2 separate regions of the Mus musculus genome follow, and region 1 is linked to region 2. Evidence: chromatin contacts called from public HiCAR-type data. All regions are on one chromosome and are shown on one strand. The core of a region is the stretch at or near the end of the contact, and the rest is flanking DNA. Distances in the headings are between cores, read along the strand shown. Region 1 overlaps Zfhx3 (zinc finger homeobox 3). Region 2 overlaps D030068K23Rik (RIKEN cDNA D030068K23 gene).

The links. HiCAR-type assays count read pairs that join an accessible place to other places.
Region 1: a contact with region 2 is called in a HiCAR-type map of fibro-adipogenic progenitors, with 2.7 times the contacts expected there. The contact joins two enhancer-like sites. A contact is called at or near these places in 1 of 484 Hi-C or Micro-C datasets (the MC38 cell line) and 2 of 115 datasets of contacts at active chromatin or transcription factors (the NIH/3T3 cell line and fibro-adipogenic progenitors).

The regions. Positions count from the first base shown.
Region 1 is chr8:108,739,807-108,746,377 of GRCm38.p6, forward strand. All of the region lies in intron 1 of Zfhx3 (zinc finger homeobox 3), which reads left to right. Among named protein-coding and RNA genes, the nearest start is that of Zfhx3, 28 kb to the left of the region's middle. Within about 2 kb of position 3,580, at least 51 of the 459 cell types and tissues checked have an H3K27ac peak or open chromatin away from gene starts, as enhancers often do. A contact at or near this core is called in fibro-adipogenic progenitors, where this site is marked.
Region 2 is chr8:109,154,326-109,160,906 of GRCm38.p6, forward strand. The region is part of intron 2 of D030068K23Rik (RIKEN cDNA D030068K23 gene); the gene reads left to right. The region is part of intron 1 of 4922502B01Rik (RIKEN cDNA 4922502B01 gene); the gene reads right to left. Among named protein-coding and RNA genes, the nearest start is that of D030068K23Rik, 82 kb to the left of the region's middle. Within about 2 kb of position 1,381, at least 70 of the 459 cell types and tissues checked have an H3K27ac peak or open chromatin away from gene starts, as enhancers often do. A contact at or near this core is called in fibro-adipogenic progenitors, where this site is marked.

The DNA.
Region 1 (6,571 bases), core at 2,330-4,829, 410 kb before region 2:
CGGGCAGACATTGTGAAGACATGGCTCGCAGGCAGAATCTGGCCTGCACATATGTTTTGTTCTCCGTGTACCACATTTTAAAAATTAGTTTACTTACTGTTAAAATCTGTATTGAATCCTTCTTTCAAAAAGAAAAAAACAAAAACAAAAACCAAAAACAAAAACCAAAAACCAAAAACAAAACAGAAAACAAAACAAAAAAGTTGACTGGATCAGAACAGCGATTGCCTCTCTTGCCAGAGACACGTTTCTTGCTGTCATTGAACCTGTCATCCTCCTGCCTCAGTTTCCCTGAGTATTAGGAGTACAGGTATGTACCACTATACCTTGCTGGCACATTTACTTTTAAGGGTGGTTCCTTCTCTTACCCACCTGACCCCGAGACCTTTCCTATAAATTTCAGGAACTGCAGTGGGATCAAAACCAGAAATCCTGTTTATTTTACTACTCCTTCCTCAGCACACAGCTAGTTAAGTGAGATGCATGGTTCTGGTGGGGTTTAAACCTTGTGAAGGAGTGGGATCATGAGGTTGTTTGTATGGGTGGTGTTGAGGGAGAATCCTTCTGGGAAGGCGGCATTTGACAGACTGGTAGGTGGATGGGATGTAGGGAGATCTAGACAGAAGAGAGACTCTTCCTGAGGCCCGAGTCAGGTCCTGCCTGGTGAGGGGTGCAGAGAGGAGTAAGGGAGAGGAGAGCGGAGTGGTCTTTGAGGACTAAAGTCTCCTTCATCTCCACCATCTCCTCTGGTAACTATGCACGTGCTTTGAGCGGAGTGGGCGCTGGTGGGGATCAGAAATGACTGGCGTGTGTTGAAGCAGGTTCCTCTAGCAGATGCGCTGGATGTGGGGTGGAATTGTGGAGACTCCGCCAGGGAACAGATGGCTCCGCCAGGCTGGTCGTGGCACGTGGGTGAGATGTAGTGGTGGTGTCTGGGAAGGCTCTGACAACAAAGTATAGCTTAAAGCAACAGAAGTCTGTCCTAACGATGATTCTGGAAGTGAAGTGTCTGAGTTTTGCGAGGGTACCAGCAGGGCACACACTGTTTGTGCATCTCGAATGAGGGTCCTTCCTCATCCCTTCCTAGCTTCCAGTGGCTCTTGGAAGTACTTAACATTTATTACCCTGGAGCTCCGGCCTCTCTCTCCATCTTCTAAAAGCCTTTTTGCGTGTGTCTCTTTGCATCCTCTTCCTCCTCCCTCTTCTTCCTTTTCTTCTGACTTTGCGTTCTCTGTCTTGACTTTCTCTTCTCTCTTCTCCTTTTTATTCTTTGTTCTCTCGCTCCCTTCTCCTCCTCCTCCTCCTTTAAGACAGGACCTTTGTAGTACATGATTTTTTTTTAATAAAGGTTTTTTAATTTATGTGTATGAATGTCTGCCTGCATGCATGTGTGTATGCTCCTTGCGGACTTGGTGTCGCAGAGACTGGAAGAGGGCTTCAGTTTCTCTTGGAGTTGGCAGATGGTTATGAGCCTTCATGTAGGTGCTGGGAACCAAACCTGGCTCCCCTGAAAGAGCTATGAATGCTTTTAATCTCAGAGCCATTTCTCTAGCCCCTGCAGGCTGCTGGCTTTGAACTTGAGATTCTCCTGCCTCAGCCGCCTGGATAGCTGGGATTACAGGTATGTACCCCACTCGATTCGGGCCTCTTCCCTCATAAGGGTGGCAGAGGTCATTGATTTAAGACCCACCCTAGTCATGTATGAACATGCTTAGCGTATATGCTCAAAAACGAACTCCAAGCACATTCCGAGACGTGGGTGAACAAATCTGGGTGGCTTCTATTCCACCCGCTGAAGGTTCCCATCCTCTGGGTATCTTTTGAAAGGGGTTTAGGAGGAGAGAATGAAAGGTCAAGGCTGGCTTTTGCCGGTAGAAGGACTAGATCCCTGTGACCTGGCTGAGCTGGCCTAGGTTCTTGACCCTTCTGCCCCATACTGTTGAATGGAACCTTTCTCACCATACCAAGCCCCATCTCTGTCTTTCTATACTGAGCAACTGCCTGTTCCTCAGCACGGCTGCCTCGACCTCTGGAGTTCGCTACTTTAAATATTGAACTGTTAAGTTATGAGTAGCAGGGAAGGGTGCCAATGTGTCTGAGGAGAAAGGGGAGAGGAATCTAAGGAGCTTCCCTTTCAAAGCTCTTGAGCCTGGTCCCTTTCTGTTAATCCTTGCAGTTGTTCTGAGGGGTAGGCAGGGGTGGGAACCTGGCTCTACAAGAAACTCAAGGAGCCCAGTGTCTTAGGGGGATCACCCGGCATTCGGTTGGCCTCTGGCTTTAAATCCAGCCGGACAGAGGTGGCATGGAAATATAAAGGGAGTTAGGGATGGGATGGAGGCGGATTGTAGGGAGACAGTCTGTTCTGTTACATTCTCCTTTAGAGGTCAGTGGGTGTAGAAGGGCCAGTAGCCATACCTGTAGCTCCCTGGCTACCCTTGAGCCAGCTGATCCTTAAGTGAGAGTTATGAGGAAGACATGGAGCACTGAGGAGCTGTTAGAGAGGACTCCCCACTGGTGTCTGGCCTGATTAGTCCTACCTGATTGTAGTTTTGATCATTTAATTGCTGAGTTAAGGTTGACAAGCACCACCAATATCAATGCTGTGGGTCTGTCTGGCGGGACAGCCAGGTGACAGAGTGATTTGCGCCCTGGGCCCTGCATTTCCCATTTCTGGTTTCGTTTGTTTGTTTGTTGGTATTGTTTTCTTGGGAGTTGAGTGGAGGCCATTCTTGACGCTTGTCTATTATAATTCTCTGCTTTGTCTGGGGGATAGCATTCCTTCCCAATTCAAGGTGGCGTCCTTCTGTTTTGAAGTCCCTTGTAAGTACTCAGGGTCAGCTCTCTCTTCTCGGGGAGGAGGATGAAAGCCACATTAACCGATTTATGGTGTCCTTGGGCAATCCTGTTTGATGTGGTTTGAAATTTGGTTATGATGCCTTGGGAAGTGCTCGTTTGAGGTGGAACATTTCTGTACGTGCCTCCTTACGATGGATGAAACAAAAAAAAAAAAAAATTAAATCTCGTGTCCTGGTGACGGACTCTGCAGGGTACTTGGTGTTGGGACACTTAGTACCTGTATTTGTCCTGGCTGTGAACTTCCCACAACCTTCTTCCTCTTCCTCTAAGAATGTGAGTGATTTGTGTGAGAATTCACAGGGTGGAGTGGATCTTGTCTCTCAGCGATGGGGAGGAACGGTAGCTCCCATGGGATGGGTCCTTAGTCCCCATGAGAGGCTAAAGGCTCAGCATTAGGCACAGGTAGAGTTGGAGTATACAGGTTTTTTTTTTTTTTTAAGGTATGTATGCTCCACCAGGAATGTCATAGAGCTCCCTTGTTCTTCTAACCAATGGGCTAAACGGATAAACTATCCTCAGTGTGGGTACAGGAGGAGAGATGGATCTCGGAAAGCGTGGGTGGGGATGGGTAAGCCTGGGTGCTTTATAGAAGGGCTAGGGAGGGAAGGCAGAGACGTCTCTCTAGGAACTGTCCAGGTTTTGGATGGAGAAGTTGCTCTCTGTGTGCTGTGATGACTCACTGTTCATGCCCTTTGGAACAGGAAGGCCTGTGCGAGCAAGGAGGCTCGTTTGAGGGCGCAGAGGCAGTCGGTCCATGTGAGCCAGGCCCTCCAGATGTCTGGACAGTGTGGGCAGGCACAGTGTTGTTCCCAGGAGGTGGCGGGGAACGGAGAGTCCAAGTGATGACATCCTTGGTGATGTCATCAGGCACTGATGGGGGAAAGAGTGTGTTTGTTCCAAGGGGTGTGTGTGTGTGTGTGTGTGTGTGTGTGTGTGTGTAGAGTCACTGGACATAGCACTTGTATATGCTTGTACCTGGTGCCACTCTGAGGTCAGAAGACAAATCACAGTGTCAGATCTCTGGGGGCTATGAAGTACCCTATGGGTGCTGGGCACTGACTTTGTAAAAGCAGTAAGAACAGTAAGCCATGGAGCCATCTCTCTAGTTCTGTTTTCTCTCCCCCTCTATTCCTCTGCCTTCCTTGTACCTCTTTTCTCGAGACAGTGTTTTATTTATACCAGGCTGGCCTTGAACTTACTACTTAGCTAAGGATGGTCTTGAACTCCCCACTCCTCCTGCCTCTGCTCTGCCCCTGGGAGTGCAGGTGTGCACCAGCAGGCACATGTTACTCAGACCTGGGGAAGGGACCCAGGGGGCCTCCTGCTTGCTAGACAAGCACTCTAGCAGCTGGATTATATACATGTCAGACCTCCGTGGCACATGTTCTCAGAGCTAAGTCAAAATGTCAATGGAGCTGACCAGATTCTTTTAGCCTTTGCTTCTTGGCTTATCTTTCCTGATGTCCCCAAAGGCAGAGTATCTTTTTTTTTTTTTTTTTTTAATTAGACTGCATGAAGGGCTGTGCCTGGGCAGGTGCTATCTGCAGGTGCTGCCTGCAGGTGCTGCCTGCAGGTGCAAAGGCCTAGCAGAGTGTGTCCTCAGGACAGTGCTCAATAGCTCACTAGGAGCTGGAACTGTCAGGGTAGGTTGGGCTAGGGTTCCTAAAAAGACAGGTTAGGGGATAAGAGAAGGCATCATTTAGCTACCTAGCCAGCCAGGGCCTTGATGGGGGAGCCCAGGAAAATATAGGAAAGAACTGTGTTGGCAAGATCTCAATGGCTTGGCTGGGGCCACCACGAGGATAGAGGACAGGAGTGAACTTGGAATGTTTTCAGATAATCCTTTAAGCATTTCTTCTCCTTCAGCCAGGAGAGGATACTCTTCTGGGGCATCTTTCCGTACCCGCCTCTCTGGACCCAAACAAAGACAAGACGCTTCTCCCCACCCCCACCCTGTGTGCTTGTTGCCCAAGTGTACAGGAAACCCCAAATCTGGCTCGGGGTACCATGCTAATCACTGTCTTCTAGTGTCCCTGTGTCATATCAAAGCTGTATTTAAGGATGAGAAGTGACCAGCCAACATGGTGGATATGTACCTGAACTTGGATGGCAGATACCAGGTCCACTATTAACACAGGAGTAGGGGCATTCTGCCTGAGTGACGCTCTTCTCACCAGGGCGTGAGAGGACAGTCTTACTTAGTTCCAGCAGAGGTTAAAGATTGACTATCGATGGACGTTCATATGGGAGGAGTTGGTGCTGGTGTTTTGGGCTTTAAAGGAGGCCATGCGTTTGTCATATGGTACGATCTAAGGAAGATGAGGGTCGGGGGGCTGACTTTTAGGAGTGGGCACTTCAGAAGAAACAAAGGTGTGTGTATGTGAAAGGAAACTGGTCAAGTAGTGCAGTCTCTGCACCTCGACCAATCAGAAGCCGTGCTGGCCGAAACTCACCTTCCCTTTTCAGGATACATGGTCATGTTTTCACAAGCCAGGAGACTGAGCAAGAACCTTTTATGGAATCGTGGTTAGTTTTCAAAAACTCTATTGCCTTGCCTGAGGTGGTGCCTTGTACAAGCCACCAAACATGAATGTTTAAATCCTATTGAGTAATCTCACTTATCCCAAACCTGAAAACCATACTGTAATAGATCATGTATTTTTGTTAATGTATTATTATTATTATTATTATTATTGGTCAGTTGTTAACATGAAGACTGGGAAAGAGTCAACCAGGAGAATTGGGAGCATGGGTTTGGGGGTGTTTCACCTGGGTAGATGTCTGGCCTGTGATGGAAAGAACTGAGTACATTAGGACTAAGGCCCTAGTAGGATTCACTGTGCAATGTGAGAACAGTCAAAGCATGGGAACCATTAGGTAGTTGCTCTACAGCAATACATTTTCTGTCTGCCTGGCCTTTGGTGGGCTGTCCTGTATACTGTTGAACCTCCATTTGGCCCCAAATGGCCTGTCCCTGAGTGGTGTGTAAAATCTAGTCCTGGAAAGCTGGTTCCTCTGGAGGTGTTGGGCAATTGGGGCCGGCGGGCAGCCAGCTTCTGATGTGGTTGGGCTGCCTGGCTCACACCTTTCAGGTGCTGGAGAGATGGCGAGATCCAATGGCCCCAGGCTACCACTGAGGCGGGCAGGATGCCACCACCTTCCTGAACCGCCTCCTCTCTTTGTCTTCAGGAGCCCAGTGGGCACGGGCTTGGCTTTCCAGTTCTTCAGACAGGCTGCTGGGCTGGCATCGTGGCCAGGCTATAGGCCAGCCCACCTGTGGGATGTATTTATTGGGCAAGGTTGGTTGGCCTAGTATCTGCCCACTTGGGAAGAGAACTGTCTTGATTGTTTTATTTTAGCTCAGGGTCTTATATTGGATCAAGTAAAAAATGTTTCTTTGGCTTGTTTTGGATATTTGTCAATCTCATATTCAGTAGGCTATCCTGGGAGGTTTTTTACTAAGTACTTGAACTTAGGGTTTCTGTGACTGTATTTTTGAATGATAGGGGGGAAAATTAGGTCCAGTTAGCTCCCAGGAGCTAGAGACAGGTGTGACTCTCCTGAGGTTGTCAGGAGTGTCCTTGTTCCTTAAATCAAGGAGGATTATGTTAGATTTTCTTATTGGTGGTGTAAGGAGTGAGTACAAGTTCGGTGTTCTAAGCTAACACACATTGTCTCACAGCCAGAGCTCCAGAAATTTACAGCATCAGCTTGA
Region 2 (6,581 bases), core at 131-2,630:
CCAAAGCATCCAAGATATTCAATGTTTGAAGCATTGCTGCCTGGCTGTGGGATTACATGGATAAATTATAATTTCATAAAGCTCATACCAAGGGTTGCCCCTATGGGAAAGAAGAGGCTTTTCTTATAAAATACGTGTTATCTTTTCCTTTTATATTTAGCGTGTGTATGTTTTATGTATGTGTAAGGGTGCACGCAACAGGATACCTGTAGAAGTTCGAGAACAAGCTCTAGGAATCAACTCTAATTCTAGGGAACAAAGTCAGATCATCATGCCTGGTGGTAAGCACGTTGACCCATTAAGACCCCAAATTTATATGTGTGTGTGTGTGTGTGTGTGTGTGTGTGTGTGTGTGTATGTGTATGTGTATATGTATGTATGTGTGTGTATATATATATATATGGAGAGAGAGAGAGAGAGAGAGAGAGAGAGAGAGAGAGAGTGTGTGTGTGTCTCACTTTGTAGCCCCTGCTGCCCTGCTGATCTGGAACTCTCTACGTAGACCAGGCCCGCCTTGAGATCCACCTGCTTTTTTCTCCTGAGTTTAGGACTGAAGGTGTGTATTACTACGCCCAATTCAAGGCTAAAGTTTAAAAGTAGTTTTTAGAATAGCAGAGGATTTAAAAATAACTGACAAAATAAAAAGAAACAGCAGCTATAAATGAAAAAAACAATGAAACACTTATTTTCTAGGAACCGTTCATCTTGATTCAGCTTACTGATTCCAAATAGTTGAAATGAAAACATTTTTTCTTTTCTTTTCTTTTTTTTTAATGGCAGAATGGTATTACTGTAAATTGTGATACAAGATTAAAATAGCTCCCTGCACAGTAAAATTTGTCCTGAAGATTCTTTTGACAATTTTATGTCACCATGTGGTATGAGACCACTGATGAAAAATGTAGCAATTATGAGGGACAGAGGACTGTAAGTAAAACCTCATCTTGTTCAACAATAAAGATAATTTTACACTAATACTCAAGAAGGAAATAGCAGCTCTGAGCTTTATCTGTGTTAGTCTGCCATTCGCAAGTAAAACAACGTATTATATGGCGGAAGTGCTATAGTCTTAAGAAAACATGAGGACGACAAACATTAAGTAGGATCAGATTAAAAAACCAAATTGTAGAGAAACTTCATTAATGATTTATACGAGAGGGTACACATCATGTTAATTTAATTTACAGACGATGGTGAATCGGATGGTGTTGACAAAACCAGAGAGGGCACATAAAAGAGACCTAAAGTGGTTAGAAATATGGGCAGGAAATGAAATGTGATTCAACCTGGAAAAATGCAGCTAGAAAGTACATCTGGAGAGAATAAACAGAAACACAGTCATTCTGTTGGCAGCCTAGACGGTGCTTGGCAAGTCGTACTGCCAAGGGACTTGATTCGTGATGATAGTGTCAGCAAATTATGTATGGTCTCGCAACACGGTCCTCGGTGAGATCAGTCAGTGAGATTTTAGTATGTACATCTAAGAGCTCCGCATCACATCGCTGGAAGCTAAGTTCTTTTACTAGCACTGCCGAGATCACAATGAGAATACCAGTTTGTGGCCCCACACTTGATTCAGTTAAGCAAATTGCCTAATGTTCAAACTAGAAAATAAATGTAGGGCAAGCTTCAGACTTTAACTTACACCGAAAGATTAAAGGAAAACATGTTGTTCGTTCATTTTTTCTATTACGTCCAGTTACAGCACTTCACAAATATTCAAAAGACGTAAACATCATGGAAGTCAAGTCACTTTAAAGGTAGGTTAAGAGGCTTTATGGTTAAGTACTGGGATGAAATTAAGTAACGGAAATTTAAGACGGAATCCGGGAAATGTTTTCTGACAGTGAAATCTATTAGTCTCTGGAATGGAGTCCCCAGAGAGCTGGGGGGAAGTTCCATTCTCTAGTCATTGGACTGGATCAAGGCTTGGACAAAAATCATTATTAACAAAACAAAATGAAAAGACAGAAGAAGAACCAGTTTCAGCATTTTGTATCAGCAGAGATGTGCACACACAGTGACGCCATCAGATCCCATCTGATTATCTTCTCCTTAGACGTCTCTGATGGGCCGTGGTCTATCATTAAGGAACCACCTATTATTATTTTTTTAATGAATGCTTTTTAAAAGATCAAATTCATATTTTCCAGCTCATAGACTTCAATTTCCTGGATTATTATTTCTTTCTTCCAAGTCATAGGAAAGCTAGAAACGGAAACAGCCTTCCTTCCCCTGGTGATGAGATACGGCCTTAAATATTCCAGACCTTTGAATCAGATCTCACGAGGTCTCTGAGCTCTGAAGCCCCACTTATATTATTGCATTAGAAACATATTGTGATTGCAGTTTTGCAACCACAACTATGGAATAAATGAAAATTCCTTTACTTCCTTTTCCGGCTTGGTCCAAAGAGAGACCCTCACCAGATGGCGTGCTCGGAGTTGCTACTTACTTTTAGCAAAGCAATTGAACGAGGTTTAAACAACATAAAGCATGCAGTTCATCAAACATAAGACATTTTGCCAACTGGGCCTTTAAATCACCTCGGATAACTTTGTTTATAATTGCGTTTAGTACCCTAACTTTTAAGGATAAAAGAACAAAGAAGATGAATACTTTGATATAAAAATCCATTTTAATACAAGTGTGATTTGTTTAAATAAAAACAAATACATTAAAATATATGTTAGGTTTTAGGTGAGATGTAAATGTATTTATTTAATATGTATATGTATCATATGTACATATGTAAATATATACAAATACATACATTCAATCTTAAACTTCATAAGTTATATTTTGCATTATCGGTCATCTTTGTTATTTCTTTTGAGGCAAATAAGCAGGTGTTTTGTTCTAGTACTGAACATCCCAGCTGGTGAGAAATGTGAGCTAAGAAAATATAGGCAGTATAGATAAATATCAATTTTTAAATACCATTTTTTTAGTTTTTGAGATTAAAATTATATCATCTTCCCCTTACCTTTTTTTCTTCCAAACCCTCCAAGGTACTCCATGCCTTGTTCTCTTTCAAATAGATAATCTCTTTTTATATATTGTTATGTAATACATGTGTAACAGCAAGTAAAGATATATATGTGTATGTGTGTGTATCTAATACATACACATCAATTTTGATAGAAGGATTTAGATAATTTCATAAAATTTGTTGATATAATAAAAATTATCTAGAAAGTGGTATTAAGAGTTAGAGTGGCCGGGCATGGTGGTGCATGCCTTTAATCCCAGCACTTGGGAGGCAGAGGCAGGCAGATTTCTGAGTTTGGGGTCAGCCTGGTCTACGGAGTGAGCTCCAGGACAGCCAGGGCTACATAGAGAAACCCTGTCTCAGAAAAACAAAAACAAGAGTTAGAGTGGACAGATTATTAATCAAGGTTTTCAAGAGATAGTCCATGTACATGCACATACACAAACACCCCCAAAAAACTATGGAGTGTGAATTTCTGCAAAGCAGGCGTCCCTGACTAAGTCTGAGAGCTGAACATTGCTGTAGAGAGCCATGAAGAGCAGGAGAATTTTCTCTGTCTGAGGAACATAGGCTTTTTGCTATGCTCAGGCCTTTGGTGGGTTGCGTATGGCCCTCTTACATGATCCATGTTATTCAGTCGACTGATTTAAATGCTGATCTCAACCAAAACACCTTTGATAGAACAGAGTAATGTTTGATCAAATATTTGGACATCCTGTGGTTCTGTGGGTACACACACACACACACACACACACACACACACACACCCTAACTGTCAGAAATCTAGAAGAGTTTGAACCAGATAACATTTTTAAGTGAGAAAATAACAGTAGAAATGATCTATGAAACTCTTCGAATACAATAAAGAGGAAAAACTAGGGATAACAAACTTGGCCCAAGAAAAGTGAGTGGCTGTGGAAAAGGCTGTCAGGAACCAGGGGTTATCTTGTGTTAACTTGTTTCTGAGGTTGGCAAGAGTATGTGTCTGTTGTGAGCATAGAGAGGCCAAGTTATAAGGATAGCAGGCCAGGGTGAGAGTTGTGCAGTTGCAATGAGGGGAGTTGGGGAGATTATTTTACTTTAACTGAAAAATAAGATTCCTTTTTGTGTCACATAGAAATCACACAAGAATACCATTTTTATTCCACTTGACTCTTGAATATTGTAAGAATATGCTATGCCTTTTTGAGACAGATCTTGCTAGGTAACCTGTACTGACATTGGACCTGTAGACTCTCCTGCCTTCACCTCCAGAGTGGATGGTGTATGGGCATTTGCCAACATGTGCAGGTAAAACTACTTTGGATGCTGGGCACAGTGACGTACTCCTGTAGTCTTAGAGACTTACCCGGAGAAGACTTTGTAGGAATTTACAACCCTCTGAATAACACAGTAGAACCCTCTACCCTTAAATATTTGTTTTGTGCTTATGTCTTTACCTGCTTGAGTCATGTGTACTGCAAGCATTCAGATACCCGCCGACACCGAGGAGGGGTTGGATCCTCTAGAACTAGAATTACGGATGGTTGTAAGCCACCATGCAGGTGTTGAGAACCAAACCCAGGCCCTATGGGAGAACAGTAAATGTCCTTATCTGTTGTGCCATCTCTCCAGCCCCCAAATGTATATTTGGAATGAATCAAAGGATCAGGTTTATATCCCATGCAATAACAGCATATCCATTTTAAGTGTTAGTGAGTCATTCAAGAAGAATGTGTGGTTGTTTAACTATCTGGGAGTTAACAGCTACCCACTTTCAATGAAAATGAATATCTATCAGGCCTATGTTTAATGGCAAAGAGATGCACCTGTATCACACATGTATACAGTCTCCTCCACCCTGACCAGGATAGATGCCCTGCTCTTTCCCCCTCAGCCGGACGCAACTCACATTTCCCATATGTTCTGCAATCATGCCTTCTTTAGTGTGGTGGTAGGCTGCTGTTCAAATGCCAGTTTTAGCTGGGGGATAGAGCGACCTAGTCCCAGCTCATAAGGAACCTTCCTGTAAACAAGCACTGAGATGGATGTAAGGGCTTTCCTCGGCAGAGGCAAGGTTGGGGTGTTAGTTCAGTTAGCTCACTGGGAGAACTGGTATCTGCATAATCCTTACTCACTGAGCCCTTGAGTTGCCCGTTATCATCCTCCGCAGCTGGAGGTGTCTGCTTCCAAGTAAGTAGAAGATGGGAAAGCCACGTGTAATCCAGGTGCACCAATGGCTGGAGTCACTCTGTACAGCTGGATCAAGGATAGTGATGGAAAATTGCCCCCAGCCACCTTCAGGTTGACTTGTATATCACCCGTGTTTTCTAGGAAGAGAGTAGTTGGTGACAGGAGAAAAACGTGGGAAAAGTCACCATGCAGGGCATAAAAAATAAATTTTATCCTGAGCATGGTGCTAGAAGGGAGGGGGAGACATCTGTAGAAGTGGGGTGTGCAGCACAAGACAAGTGGCTCCCCTTTTTTTCTTACCCATTGATCAGAGAGAGGAGATCTTTTGGCATCACAGAATCAAGGCGCCTCCTTGCAAATTTGGGGATGTTTTTATTGTTAACCTCATCCAGCAGGTGAACTTCAAACCTCACATAAACTAGAGGTGAGATCTTGGCTTCAGACCGCTTTTACTCTTATAAATAATGAGTGCTAAATGTAATTACAGATGCAGAATTCAAGTTGACACACCATTCAAATGTTCTCGTATTCGGTGACAAAAATTCTGATCTATCGTCCCGTGAGAGCCTGCTAGCAGGAAGTGCTTCAACTTGCAGTGTTTGTTTTTATTTACTGTTATTTTTTCACTTCCTAATATAATTTTCAAGATGTACCCCCTCAAAGCATGCGAAGGTTCCTTAGTGAGGGAAGCTGATGTAACCCACTCTGCACCAGCCACAGAGCTCTGGATGGTGTGTGTGCCTTGTTGATCCCAGGAAGCCTTCTCTTCTGTGTATCCCTAAAATTTTCTTAAAACTTAATTTTATTACACGTCACCATTAAATAGATTGAGATATGTTTGTCAAAAAAGGGCAGGGAACATCACTCAGTTGATAGAGTCCTGGACTAGCACTCTCGAAGTCCTGGGTGTGGCGCCACACACCTGCATTCTCAGCTTGGGAACAGATGATCAGACTGGCAAGGTTATCCCTGACTACACAGGGAGTTCATCCTGGGTTTTGTGAATTGTTATCTTGGGAAAAAGGAAGGAAGAGAGAGAGAGAAAAAGAGAAAGAGAGAGAGAGAGAGAGAGAGAGAGAGAGAGAGAGAGAGAGAGAGAGAGAGAGAGAGAGAAAGGGGGAGAGAGAGAGAGAGAGAAGGAGGGAGAGAGAAGGAGGGAGAGAGGATGGAGGAGGAACCGTATCTGGATAGAGTGATAGATACACTCAGGTTAGTGTGTTATGGGATCATCTTAAGTTCAAGACCAGCATGAGCTACATAGTACAGGAACCTGTCTCAAATAATAAGATAAAGAAAAGTGGTGTGTGTGTGTGTAAATGCATATCTTAGCAATTTTATTATCTATATTTAGGATCCTTTATAACCATAAGACTATAACTACACTTTTAAAAAAATCTATTATTGTTGGGCTAGAGAG